Linked DNA regions of Gasterosteus aculeatus: region 2 is linked to region 1. A link is a contact called in public Hi-C data. All regions are on one chromosome and are shown on one strand. Each heading gives the region's core, a stretch centred on a gene start, on an enhancer-like site or on the middle of the called end of the contact. The rest is flanking DNA. Distances are from core to core; before and after follow the strand shown. Region 1 overlaps akap13a (A-kinase anchoring protein 13a). Region 2 has its middle 16 kb from the start of LOC144385311.

The links. A called contact is a pair of places that touch in the nucleus more often than the background predicts.
Region 2: a contact with region 1 is called in a Hi-C map of tail fin, with 2.0 times the contacts expected there. The contact joins two enhancer-like sites. A contact is called at or near these places in 4 of 6 Hi-C or Micro-C datasets (liver, skeletal muscle, tail fin and 1 more).

The regions. Positions count from the first base shown.
Region 1 is chr12:6,101,373-6,104,143 of fGasAcu3.hap1.1, reverse strand. It overlaps akap13a (A-kinase anchoring protein 13a), which reads right to left. Exons shown (of 38, transcript XM_078085222.1): 31 at 2,638-2,771; 32 at 2,123-2,196; 33 at 1,361-1,405; 34 at 28-75. Among protein-coding and RNA genes, the nearest start is that of LOC120814965, 9.0 kb to the left of the region's middle. Within about 2 kb of position 1,428, at least 5 of the 9 cell types and tissues checked have open chromatin away from gene starts, as enhancers often do.
Region 2 is chr12:6,136,143-6,138,913 of fGasAcu3.hap1.1, reverse strand. No RefSeq gene overlaps it. Among protein-coding and RNA genes, the nearest start is that of LOC144385311, 16 kb to the right of the region's middle. Within about 2 kb of position 1,428, at least 3 of the 9 cell types and tissues checked have open chromatin away from gene starts, as enhancers often do.

The sequences.
Region 1 (2,771 bases), core at 179-2,678:
GTTTTGTGTTTTTTTACAGTTTCTTACCTGCAGGGTGCTGAGCAGGTAATGCAGATTGGAGACACTGTGGAGGAACTGCTGCGGGAAAAGAGAAATCGCTGAGCATACACAACTAAAAACATCCGTCTGTGCTTATCGGTGCACTTGAATTGAAAAGATTCATTTCTAAGTAAAAGCTCCAGTGGAGGATTAATGCAAGGTGAATTCAGTGGACTCTTAGGCAAAGCCAGCATTAAACCCCAACTGATGTGTGGACTTTTACTCCATTCAAAAACGCACAACAAAGAGACGATGGAGTCGAGCATTCAGCCGCGTGTGAACTCGGACTGCACAGGCATATTTATAAAGAGTGACATCTGCAAAAAGTCTTGTGCATCAAATATAAATGCAGCATGGCATCCATTGCTGTCTGTGTAAGAAGTAGAGGGAGGAGGATGAGAAGTGATCAAATGTACAGGAGCATGAGCAGCATCCTTAAAATAAAACATTTTCTGTAGGAATAGTTAGCGGAACCGGTCAATAGCCGGTTAATTATTAAAAATATAGCAGCTTCTCACAACTCTTTTTATTAACAGAAATAGTTTTAAATGTAGGGAACATACATAACATTATTGTCTTTTCTACTCTGAAAACAGAATAGAAATCAACAATTTCCGATTTACTAATTCTAACCAAATATTATACGGGCATGCAATCCATCTGCAAGCTGTAAAGATATTTCGATGACTGGTTGCAGCAGCGTGTCCTTGAACTCACCACCAGAGAACATTTTTCTCTTAACTAATGAATTGAATCTACTGAATAGCTGGAATAGAAGCTGATTTACAATAACAGCTAATCAACTGACTGTCCATGAACCGCCATCATTGGCAACATTTTTCTAATTATTTAGGTTATGACTAATTAAAAGGATTTAATTCTAATAAACAAAAAAAAACAAATCCAACAATAAAAAAGGTCAACTTTGTGCGTGCTGATCATTCAAACGTGTTCCTCATTGAAGGCATGCAAAACATGGCACAAGGCTGCTCACAATAACAGCTTCAGAGCCGCTAGCATGGCTGCGGTACTCATGTCACTTTTTAGATCATTTTCCTTTCTCTGTAATTCTAACCATCATTTCATTATAAAGCTATAATTTAAAGCGTGCTCTTCGAAACAAGCTGTTTACTTTGCCTGCCACATGAGTTGATGCTTCACAGTAAGACCACTAATACAACAAAAATCTACAACACGACACTACTACTCGCGCTGCTGCCATTACTGCTGTTTCAGGTGATAGATTCATGATGATGAAGTTTAGACGGCTCCCATGACAGCAGCAGCTCTAATTGAGTTAGAAACAGGAAGTTGACGTTACCTCACTGTTCCTCTTTAGCAGCTGCAGCATGTTGCCGTTTCCTCCCTGCACACAAGCAAAAACACACCCTTAAGCACTGCCACAGCGATGCACTCACATATACACACACACACATCATGGAGTGTGTACCGTGCATACTGTACAGTGTGTAGGACTGAATGGGATTACAGCTGCACATGTGGGTGTACTGTAAAAATCTAATTGTATCTGTGTACATTAATGATACAGGAACACAGCAGTCTTTCACTTACTAGGTTTTCAATAGGGCATTAACAGCTCAAAGAATTCATTTTCCATTTACAGATTATCGAGAACTCTGCAAACAGCTCTTTTACTGCTGAACCCCCTGTGAACTTTGGCTCTACGCCCGGGACAAAACGGAAATAAAAATCACGCTAGCAGAGTGAATGGCAGCAGAGTAGCCCGGCTCCACTAAAACATTTAAGACACAATCATGTGCAGTCCAGCTGCTGGATCTCTGCAGGATAAACAACTACAGAGGCTGGCAGCAGCCCCTAAAGGCCGCCCATTCATTTTCCTCCACTATTGAATTTGCATACAACTGATGGTCGCCATTAGCAACAGGCCCTTTGCAGGAGGAGTCAAGAGGCTAATTCACTGGTGGGAGAGAAGTGGCTAAATTCATCTCGATGGCGTTGTTAATGTGGGCGCATAAATGCACCCCCACACACGGCCTGGAGATTCTCATTGAGGGGCGGGGGCGTAGCGGCTTCAAGGGTAATTGGCAGCTGAGATGCCGACCTTCTTCAAAACGCTGTCGGACTCCGTCCTGCGCAGATCACCCGCTGTATCCTCGCTCTCCTCGACGTCTCCACCTGACAGAAAGGGAAACCACAGGAGATGGAGATGAACCCGGCGGCTAGATCCACTTACACTCAGAAACACAGGCACAACTATATGGAAAATGTATGTATTATTATATATTTTTAAAGCTTCACACGGCTAGAAATTGTTTTGTGGTTCTGCAGGCTGCTACTGACATAAAAGTCCAGGCCTTTGATGGCTCAATATCTGCCTCAGTGCCACTGGAGTCCCATCCCGAGCACTCAAGCCTCCAGTGGTGAGGCATCGCCTCAGGCGCCGACTCTGCTGACCAAGTACCGACCTAACACTGCACTGAACAGCGGCATTGTGGGAAAAGTGCTGGATGCGGACCCCTGCTTGCACATCAACTCAGCAGTGAACCTTTGCCGCTCTGGGTCACTGAGTCGATGCGGTTCAGTGTCTTCACACCGCTCGTCTGCACGGAGGCTTACTTTTGCTGCTGTGCATCTGATGGCTGTCGAAGCCTCCGAACGTCTCGGCTCGACGGGGCAAACACACGGGCCCCGCTCCCCCTCCCTCCTGGATGTCGACCATCGCCCCGCCCAGGCTGCCGTTCACCAGCCCC
Region 2 (2,771 bases), core at 179-2,678, 35 kb before region 1:
ATTCCAGGCAAGTCTTAATTCTTCAGGTATCTCAATGTGAGTATTTTTTGGATTTAGGTAAAACGTGGCCTTTGCAACAAAAAAATGTAAGTATGACAATTGCATCATCATCTCCTATTGACGCATGAATTTATTAGAAAGGACATCGATAGACACATTGAGCCTTGAAACTTGAGATTTCCCATTAACTTCCTCTACCAGAATGATCAACAGCATATTTCAGTCGTTTCTTATTCCCTGAATTCATTCATTATTGCTGAGCCAAGACGAGTAAGCAAATTACCAACACCGCCAGAGGAAAAGAACATAGAGCCGTAAATCTGTCTAATTTTCCTTTGAAACAAAAATAAGACCAACTGAAATGCAAAAATATATTGCTTTTATAATGATAAATTACCCAAAGAAAGATTTGTGCTATTGTTTTAGTCATATCACACCTGGAAATGGTCTCAAATTACCTGAACGGTCCTCTCAGCAACCGACAATACAAGACTGAAAGTGATTAAAATGTGAGTCTGCTATACGTTTGACGGCTAACATTAGCAATAGTGTTAGCAGCCCAGCTAACTAGCTTACAGTGAGTAAGTGAGTGTTTCTTAATCATTGAGTAGTATTAATATTGTGAAGAAGCTGCTCCTGGATATCAGCGTTTAAGCTGATCTGAGCAAATGAAAGCTACAATTCATATAATGTCACGTTCACCGGGCACTAGCTGGACTATTCACCTTAAAAGCCCTGTTTGTAATATCAATAGGAAAAAAGACTTAACAAACCATTTGAACAGCATAGCATACAGAGCGAGATGTAATCAAACCACTTTTAGGACAAAATAAAGGTTTGAATCTTGTAGTACGAGTGGTAACAACGTAGCCTCATATTGGGCAGATTGGTTTGGAGGTATTTCACCTTTTGCTACACCGACAAGTTGTGCGGCTAATTGCAAAGTTTATCTTTCGGGGGTGGCGGCGGCACTGCAAAACTCTGTAGCGAGCCGTAAATGAGAAGCTGCTTCTGCTTCCCTTTGTCTGACATCAGAGATCTACTTCCAAAGTTACTGAGGAAGTGGTGAACACGCCAGTAACCTGCATGTCGGTGGAGGAGGCAAAGCTCGACAGGCGTAGTGACGGTAACCACTTCACAAATGACGGAGGCCGACTGAGCTGCGTCACTTCGGGCGAAACCCATATTTGGGTTTTCCTCCTGTGTCGTCAGGCCCGTATTTGCGTGGAGAAGGTTTTCATTTTATTTAGAGCAACTGTGACCTACTCATTCCCTCTCCAGGCCTATTTTTATTCCCGCTGCCAATATTCACAGCTGATGGAAAGTGCCTTTCAGAAACGCCTCTCACAGACTCGGTACAAATGAGCCGACGACGGTGGAGTTGCCAGGGCAACAGGCACTATGATCCCCGATTGACGAACCACAGATTCGCAACCCAAACATCAGGAAGTGGCTGCTGCCGCATGCACGCGCACACGACAGCGAATCCACCGCCCCCACTTACCTGCCCGCGGCTGCTGCACATCCCCTGCGTCCACATTGCATGCTGTTCTTGGAGCAAATGGTAATTTCTCAAAGTAAATACAGTGAGCGACGGTGGGTATTTTTAGCTCGTAGATAATCAGCCAGTCAGACACATTACACAGTTTTACACTGCGGCACCGTCCGTCTGGAGATTTGAATGTGCGTGGTTTACAAACAGCCTACACTTTGCTTCACTGGAGAGCACATCGGATCCCTGTGGACCGAGCGAAAGAAAAATCGCGCACACATCCAAGTTCATATTTTAGGCTGTACGAGTGTACCTGACATGATGGGGTTTTTCCCCTTTCCGCTGGCTGTGAGGAAAGAAAAATAGAAAACCCCCGGCAGCATTTCCTGCTGATGGTATTACGACTCCCCACGGTTCTCTCTCTCTCTCTCTCTCCCCCTACAGTCTGATTATCTCTCACTCCCCCCCTCTTTTCTGCCTCCCTCCTTCTCCGTCTCCTCTGACATCAGAGAAGCGTTGCAGCTAGACTGGATCTCACGCCCGTGTCCCCTTTGTCCACACACACACACACACACACACTGCCTGACACGTGCACACCTGTTTCATGCTAACCATCTTGTACAGGAGCACGTGGATTGCAGTAGGGGATCCGGGTCCCCGCCTTCCTCTTTCAATGTTTGCCTCCTCGTCTATCTCTGTCTTCCACATCTATTTCTCCCTCCACGGCAAGCTGGTGCATCGCGTGATCATCCCCGTAACTCCCCGGAAAAACGGATGGCAGCAGAGGCCTTTTATCTGGCACGGAATGTCAACTACAGAGCTGCCACAGTAGCCTACGCGCGCACACACACACACACACACACACACATGCATTAAGCCTCACCAACACGGAGGAATAGAGAAATAGATTGTCAGAAAGAAAGTCCGAAGTAGCTTTGCAGAGAGACACGAAGGGGAGGGTTTGTTTGTTTGTGTCGCCCGCTGTCTTGTTATTCAGCACCTTGGATATCAAAATACGTAAGGAGACCTGGTTTGCAATACAGTGGTCATATAGAGCAAAACGACAAAATAAGTTAATTGATGATGTGCAGAGACACAGGCCAGCGTCGGCATGTACAACTCGCAGCAATGTGTCACGAGTTCCATTCAAATTTAGACATGCGGGGCTAAAATGATTGGCTCTTTAATTAATTGCATTATCATCAGCAAACACAGTGATTTTCTCCCAGCCGTGAAAGCTCCTGAGAGGAGGCAGATATAATGCAGCCGAGGCTGCTGC